Linked DNA regions of Hordeum vulgare: regions 1 and 2 are each linked to region 3. The links are chromatin contacts, called in public Hi-C maps. All regions are on one chromosome and are shown on one strand. Each heading gives the region's core, a stretch centred on a gene start, on an enhancer-like site or on the middle of the called end of the contact. The rest is flanking DNA. Distances are from core to core; before and after follow the strand shown. Region 1 holds the start of LOC123400987 (ASC1-like protein 2). Region 2 has its middle 95 kb from the start of LOC123405655. Region 3 holds the start of LOC123403010 (serine protease SPPA, chloroplastic).

Region 1 (2,700 bases), core at 165-2,664, 460 kb after region 3:
AACAGAACACCGCATAAGTGCATCTTATATTTTTCCAGGTGTCCAGGCTGTTTCACACATACCCGAAGAGTATCTCAGCAACTAATAAGTGTGCACTTATAGGTTCTGCAAGCTATTTCACGTCCATACACTCAGCAACTTAGGCAACAGAACTAGCGGAGTTTGCAGTTTAAAATGACATAGCTTCAGTTCGTCAGATCCCCAGCAATCTCTCAATATGAAACATTGGCCAGATGTTTTTCTTCCCTTACAACAAAAATAGTCAAATTTCTTCGCGAACAAAAGAAGCAGTTATTACCTTTTTGCCCAGCCGGCGGTCTGAGGGTCATCCTTCCCAGTGGACAGCTCCGAATCAGTGGTCGATAAGGTCAGTGCATCTCCATCGGCATTCGCGACCAACTGGATGCTAAGAGGTGCGTCACCCACATCTCCCATGCTAGAATCAGAAGCTGACCCCGGGATGATTGAATCTCGGTTGCTTGGGGGCGTAAAGTCGCTGGATGCAAGATCCGGCAAGGGGAACCTATGTCAACATCCAGGAGCCCATGAAAACTGTTACCGCAGATGATTCAGACTAGCACACACTAGGAACTAGGAGAAACAAGCATACCTATCAATCGGATCTGTTAGGAACTCCAGCCCATTGCCGCCGTCCTCCTCTCTTGCCATGAGCTATCGTTCTGTTTGAGCGCGCCGCAGATCGATCGAAATGAATTTTTTTTCATGTAGGTCTTAACCTGGGGGGTGGGGGAAGGGGCGATGGGGGTGGTGGGGGGGGCAAATATATCATAGGTGGGACCGTGTACGCATTTATGTTTATCCGTTACTACACAACTGACGTCGATACAAAACGGAACAAATTGCACGAAGTGCACTCCACGTCATGTATATTATGTACCGGCGATACTTTTCGTTTGACCTGAAGGCGGTCGTATATTTATATAGTACGCACGTATACAGCTACAGGTGAGTAGACAACCCGTACGCATTTATAAGAACAGGCCCACAGAACGAGCCTCCGCTATTGGTCCACTTACTAGGAGCGCGCGCCGGTGCTCTATATCGCCGTTCTCATCAGTTGCCATGATTTCTTAACTTATTAGTTGCCATGATTTATTAAATTTTAATTGGACGGAGAAAATATCGTTTGACTTATACATAAATTATGCCCGTTCCCATAAATTTTATTGTGTCCGTATGAATTATGTTTGAATTTGTTTGTATTACGGACGAAACACGCGTATCACTGGACGTCTTCATGGACGAAAGCCACCTGAAGTTTGATTTTCCAACGGAACTTTAGCCCAAGAAAAAGAAGGGGGGGGGGGGGGGGGAGTGAGCGCTCCCCTCAAAGTCCGAGATTCTCCCCTCGAAAGAGGAAAAGTCCAATATTCTAGTAGAACCCCAAAATTCCGGTCAAATTAGAATAGGAGTACTGGTCAGGGAGCCGCCAACCCCAGGAAGCAGAACCCGGCTCAGCCGTTCATCTTGGCTCCGGTCAGGGTCCGACCACCCGTCGCCTTCCGCCGCCGCGCCGGTCACCCAGACCGTCGGGCGCCTCCTCTCGCACCGCGCACCATATACCGGCCTCCGCTCTCCCTCTCCGCCGACCACCCGTCTCGCCTCGAACGAAAAAAAAAGAGGAGACCGCGCGCCGACCACCCAGCGGGCCAGCATCCCGGACGACGAGCCGCCGCGATGGGCGTCCCGCCAATCGACTGGGAGGCGGAGAGCCACCCCGCCTACGCCGACTTCGCGGCCCTCCCCTTCTTCGCCGCCTTCTTCCTCTCCGTCCGCTTCCTCCTCGACCGCTTCGCATTCGAGGTTGTGACAGCGCACACGGTTTCCCCCCGCCCCGCTAAGTTTCGAATCATTTCCGTTGTTGTCTGCCTCCCGTGATCCATCACCTAGGTGATGCTCGAGTCATTTGATTTTCGAAAAATAAAATAAAATGCTCGAGTCATTTTGTTACTGGCAGTACAAGTGGTGGTTTCTGAAGCGAATGGGGTGCCGGCGATGAATTCTCGCGGTAATTGTTTGCTATAAATCTGTGATCAGCTGCTAGCATGGTCATGATCAACTCGGTGTTTTTAGAACGAAGAAATGCTGTCATGACAGTGAAAATGTTAATGACTGCGTTTTATCATTTCGGTAAAATAATCCGAGTCGAGGAGATGGGGGTTCGTAAGGGGATGCATCAGTTTCTGCTTGCACACATTCCTGCACCTGGCCACTTAATTGTGCAAACAAACCTGAGCACTATCACCTTTGAGTTATTTGGCATCTTCCTCTATGAGCTAATCCATTTTCAGGAAAAAATGCGGGCTCATCATAGTAGACGAAACCCATGAGCTAATTATCACCTGTATTGATTTTGTGTATAGCGGCTAGCCAGGCGTCTGATTTTCGGGAAGTGGGATGCGAGGCTTGGCTCCGAGACAGATGCAGAGAGGATAAAGATCAGGAAGTTTAAGGAATCCGCCTGGAAAGGCGTTTATTTCCTTTCTGCGGAATTTCTGGCATTAGCTGTGACATACAACGAGCCATGGTTCACCAGCACAATGAATTTCTGGGTTGGACCAGGAGACCAAATTTGGCCAGATCAAACAATGAAGTAATATAAACTTCAGTTTCCCCATGTTTATTGGAATGTTCTTTTTTGGTACCAAATTATTAATAAATTCATTTCTGTCTCCAGGT
Region 2 (2,700 bases), core at 171-2,670, 320 kb before region 3:
TGTATGTATTGAAATGAATTTGATGAAATAAAAATAACATGCAAATTAAAAACATAAATAATTTGTGATCAAGAATGGATGTCAGTCGACCGCGAAGACAGGATTTGGGTTCACCCGTTGGACGCAAGGTCCATCCATTTACTTACAAAAGGGGGCGAACATACCGATTCAAATGAACAAAAGATGAATAAAGGGCACGTCCATTTAAGTCGCGAGATTGAAGTTTGCTGCCCACACAATGTTAAAGCCGTTGTAAAGGGTAATCAGTCCTGGACCACGAAATACATTTAACATTTCCAAGCGCCGTGTCCCCTTTCCTTTCTCGCAACAAAAGTATAGAGAAAAATGAAAGGGAAGAAACATATCCAGCTTTGCCCCTTTGGGCCCAGTCCACACGTTGCACACGCAGGACGAAACCACACTACTTTAGGATCTAATAACAATCATCGGATTAACTAAAAGCGCACGTTAACTGATCTTCTAATTCTAGAAACCCTTGCATGCCGCGAAGCTCAAGCTTTGGGACGAGACGTATTACTGCAGAAGGTTGCAGTGGCTTTTGATTGTTTGAATGCTATCCAAGATATCAACTCGGGATCTGAAGGAATAACCGGCCCTATTATCAAGGAAATATCTGATGGCAAGAGTGACTTTCAACATATTTTGTTTACCCATGAAGGAAGATTATCCAACATGGAAGCTCACCACTTAGCTAGATATGCTCTGCATTTAGGGGAGGGACGCCATGTGTGGCTACTCGAACCCTTTGATACTACTATTATTCCTCTAATCCGTAATAGTGATCAATAAAGCAGTTTTCACCCCTCAAAAAAAAAAAAAACTAAAAGCGCACGACTATCAGCAATTCAGCATGGATGATCGTCCACAAGCAGAACAGCCAGAGGGAACTCGGTGACGAACGAACGATAAAGCGAAAGCACACAAGGCAAAGCAGAAGGCGATCGGCGGTGAAACCGCGTCTGCTTTATCAGTGACGCGCGCGCGCTCGCTCGGAGACGACGCAGGTGTTGCCGCGTCGACCACGAATTAATCCTCGGTGGGACGAGGCCGCGCGACGACGTACGTACGTACGTGGAACGAGATGTTTTCACCGGAGGAGAGCGTGCGTGTCTCTTCCCCGCTCCACCGTCACATGCGATAACGAGAAACCACAGGTATGTATGTATGGCCGGGTCAGCCTCTCGTGGAGATCCATCTCGAAGGATTCGCCCGGCCGGCGATCGCAATCGCCGAAGATACGAATGGCGGAGGCGCAGGCTGACGCCCGCGTAACAGAATTTTCACTGTCGCCGCGGCCGCGGGCGGCGGCTGACGCGCGGGCCCCGGCGAGTTAGGTCGGGCACGTAGCACAGGGCGAGATCCACCCACTCACCGGCGTCGAACGGATAGGCACGACCACGTACGTACGCGACGAATTGCGGCTGCACGGCACCACCACCACCACCAGCACCACGCGATCGAGCGCACGTAGGAAAAGTTGACGTCGCCGTCGACGTCCCCACGGCCACGGCCGCCGTGCCTCCGTCTCGCTCTCGCACGTACGGGAGCAAAGCGAAGGCAAAGCAAAGCAGGGGGGCCGGCCGGAGAGCGACGGGGCGGCCGCGGGGAGGCCGACAGCTCGCCGGGCGGGCGCGACAGCCGAAAGCGGCGAGGCGGGGCAACGCGACGACGTCGCGACTGACGGGCGCCACTCGTGTCCGCCGGACCTCTCTTTCTCGGCGAGGTAGCGGGCGGGCCGCTGGCTGTCGGCGTCGCCCTTTCGATGCAATTTGGCATTAGCATGCACTAGTGCACGCGCATGATTAGCTAATTATGATAATCGCACACTCGCACTGGCTGGTGCGTAACGTACTGCTGCTATGTACTCCCTCCGTTCCTAAATATAAGTCTTTTAAGCGATTTCACTAAAAGACTACATACGGAGCAAAATGAGTTAACCTATATTTTAAAGTATGTCTATATACATCCGTATGTAGTCCTCTAGTGAAATCTCTAAAAAAGACTTATATTATGGAACGGAGGGAGTAATACACTTTGCTTAGGCGAGTAAAGCGCCGCTCCTTTGTTTATGCTGTACAACGTAGATACACAACCAGCCACAGCCAGGCGACAAAGCTAGCTAGCTTGCTTGCCTCACGGTACTGGTAGTACAGCTCAAAGGCGAGGCATGCGATCTTGTTTATATCTTCGCTTTCCGGCCGTGCCGGGGTTAGCGAGCGAGTGAGTGAGTTCGGCAGGTGATTTATTCCTCCTTTTTCTTGTGGACCTATCTTGCAATGAGTCGCTGGCATGGGAAAAAAAGAATTCAAAAAAATCATTATCAGACTTGCCTCACGGTACTGGTAGTACAGCTCAAAGGCGAGGCATGCGATCTTGTTTATATCTTCGCTTTCCGGCCGTGCCGGGGTTAGCGAGCGAGTGAGTGAGTTCGGCAGGTGATTTATTCCTCCTTTTTCTTGTGGACCTATCTTGCAATGAGTCGCTGGCATGGGAAAAAAAGAATTCAAAAAAATCATTATCAGAGCCAGGTTTCGATCCTGGGACCTGTGGGTTATGGGCCCACCACGCTTCCGCTGCGCCACTCTGATTTTGTTGTCATGGATTGTTCAGCAAGCTTCTTATTCACACACCTATTGCACCGTTCGTGAGATCACGAGCACTGCGGCCGTACGTGGGGCA
Region 3 (2,700 bases), core at 194-2,693:
TGACCAAGCTTACAAAACTTGGTTCACAATGAGAAGCTAAACTATCAGAAATGCATTGAAAGTTATGACAGGATGAAGGATATTTACTGTAAAAATAGCAAAACACTTCTATAGTTCTGTCGCACCATAACAAGTGTAATTTTGGAACAGGTTTGGGGATCAGCAGAAAATAACGCTTCTAGATCATGGTGCACTTGACCAATAACCAGAGGTATTATGTTATCGCCGTACATGCAGTTACCTCTGAGAAATGTCTGCTGAATGGTTAGACCATACAAAGCAACATAAGCACTTGGCGGTGCATACAGCTCAGCACATGCACTAGCAAGGTAGTATTCTTTCTCCCCTCCGACAGGCATGTAACCGACAACAAATTTACCTACAAAAATATCCAACACTTTGTCATAGTATGACATACATGAACATAAAGGTGATACACCAAATTCAGCAGAAGCTTGTGATTACCAGATTTCTTGAAATCCACAATGTGCCTTCTGATTTCCTCCGCCTTTCCCCATCCACAGCTCAACGGCTCTATGTGCAGATAAATCCCTGATATCCGCGGGTCATACGCTGCCTTCTCAAAATTCTCGCAGATTTGCGGCAGTGAGAGCCCTGACGAGAAGCGGGTCTTCAACTGATCGGATATCTGCAACCACGGAAACACACCATCAAAATCCAAACCCACACAATACAGTATCAAGACTAACAAATGTTCAAACAAAGCCCAAACATGTCTAGATTACAAAATGACCAAATACAGTGGCAGGTGCGTATGAGCGAACGGAACACACGCCAATCCACCCACCCACGCAAGCATACGCACACGCACACGCACACGGCGTGTGCCAGGATCTGCAACAGCAGAAGTAAACTGGCCACAATACAAACAGCACTGTACCAGGGCATCTGCTAAGATGATTAGGCTCTCCCATGATGCACGAAATGGAGAAGGGTAGCAAAATCAGCAAGTGCGCGGTGCCGAAGAGCAGGAGCAGCGCACCTCGCCCCGAAGCGTCATGGTGAGGACGCTGCCCTTGCGGACGCGCTTCCACGGCGGGGCGACGAGCATCTTGAGCTTGACCGCGAGCTGGGTGCCCCAGCCGAGCTCCTCCACCACGAACGCCGGCGCCGTGGGCAGCGGCTCCTGGGCCTCGCCCGCGGCCAGAGGCGCCTCCTCCCCCTGCTTGGTGGCCCCCGAGGACGACTCGACGGCGCGGACGGGCACGCGGAGGGGCGACGGGAGGTGGCGGCGGGCGAGGCGGGGGAAGGACGCCGAGCGGGAGGAGACAGCGGCGGAGAGGCTGGACCGGTGGTAAGGCGCCGAGCGGAGCACGAGCAGCCTCGCCATTGCTCCCGAAGCTTCGGGGAGGAAGGAAGGGCGGGATGGAAGAGCCGCGCCCGTGGTCGCGGCGTCGGGGGATGGGTGGAGTGGTGGGAGGGAATGGAAGCGGGCGGGGGACGGAGCGGGGAGATGGCGCTGGCTGGGGGGGTCCAGAGATCGTGGGGTCGGGAGCGGAGCGGAGGAGGTGGCCGGCTCGGGGCGATAGGTGTGGGGCGGTTCACTTGGCGCCACGTTGGGCGCGTGAGGTGAAAGTATGGGCGCTTTTCTGAGCTCTCTGTTGAAAATATCTCGACGAAGGCTCGGTTGGAATTTCTTCAGCTTTTTCTTCGGTTCTTCCTTTTCTTCAAACAAAACTTGTACTTCCTCCGTTTCTGAATATATGTTTTTAAAAAAAATTATTATAAAACTACATACAGATGTATATGGACATACTTTAGAGTGTAGATTCATTCATTTTGCTTCATATGTAGTCTTATAGTAAAAAATTTAAAAAGACTTATATTTAGAAACAGGGAGAGTATTTTTTTAAATGGAAAAGCTTTAATCCATTACACATTCGGTCCACCTAAATCGCTAGCAATCGCATCAGCCACATACACACTTCTTGTTCAACCAAACTCGCGCCAAACGACGCTAATTTATGAGCAGCTACATTACATGACTTAGGACACCACATGATGAAAAAAGACTGAAAATAATACAAAAATTTATATTTTGCTTCACAGAACAGACCGTCATAGACTAAATTGTCATAGTCATCGCCAGTGACATCTTGTTTCACCACCAGTGCATCTGTTTCAAAAATAACATTCCTGCATCTCAGCTCGCTTGCTCTCTCAACAGCATGCAACAGGGCTATTGTTTCTTCTTGAATTGCCTCAGATAGTCTGCACAGTCTCCCTGCTCCTGCTGCTTCTACTCCTCCTTCAAAGTTTCTGATGATGAAACCCCATCCTCCCGTCCATGTCTCCTTTGTGAAAGTTGCATCTATATTGATCTTGAGATAGTTTTCCTCCGGAGGTTTCCAACAACTATCCTTGGGTGTTATTGTTTAAGTGCATTTCCTCTTATATAGCTCATTGTATTCACTTTCGTGAATTTCCAGAGATTCTATGATTTCATTCGTGCTTCTTATTGCCTCCCCTTTATTAGCTTTGTTTCTCTCATGCCACCAAAGCCACATAAGAATGCTTACTCGTGCACCCTTTTGCCGATCAAGTTTATATATTTGAATAAGCACATCTTTCGGACTACAACAATCACGAAGATTTTGTCGTATGTCTTCCGTTTGAGCCGTTCTACAGATTTGCTTTACTGATTTACATTTGAAAAAATGTGCCCACCATCCTCATAAG

The links. A called contact is a pair of places that touch in the nucleus more often than the background predicts.
Region 1: a Hi-C map of seedling shows a contact between it and region 3, with 7 times the contacts expected there. The contact joins the promoter of LOC123400987 here to the promoter of LOC123403010 in region 3. A contact is called at or near these places in 3 of 6 Hi-C or Micro-C datasets (leaf and seedling).
Region 2: a Hi-C map of leaf shows a contact between it and region 3, with 3 times the contacts expected there. The contact joins the enhancer-like site here to the promoter of LOC123403010 in region 3. A contact is called at or near these places in 2 of 6 Hi-C or Micro-C datasets (leaf and seedling).

What each region holds. Positions count from the first base shown.
Region 1 is chr6H:488,394,135-488,396,834 of MorexV3_pseudomolecules_assembly, forward strand. LOC123400987 (ASC1-like protein 2) reads left to right here and starts at 1,415. Exons shown (of 6, transcript XM_045094704.1): 1 at 1,415-1,824; 2 at 2,385-2,614; 3 at 2,699-2,700. The coding sequence starts at 1,699.
Region 2 is chr6H:487,616,426-487,619,125 of MorexV3_pseudomolecules_assembly, forward strand. No RefSeq gene overlaps it. Among protein-coding and RNA genes, the nearest start is that of LOC123405655, 95 kb to the left of the region's middle. Within about 2 kb of position 1,421, at least 1 of the 3 cell types and tissues checked has open chromatin away from gene starts, as enhancers often do. A contact at or near this core is called in leaf, where this site is marked.
Region 3 is chr6H:487,937,810-487,940,509 of MorexV3_pseudomolecules_assembly, forward strand. It overlaps LOC123403010 (serine protease SPPA, chloroplastic), which reads right to left and starts at 1,444. Exons shown (of 12, transcript XM_045096987.1): 1 at 1,004-1,444; 2 at 466-649; 3 at 242-379. The coding sequence starts at 1,351.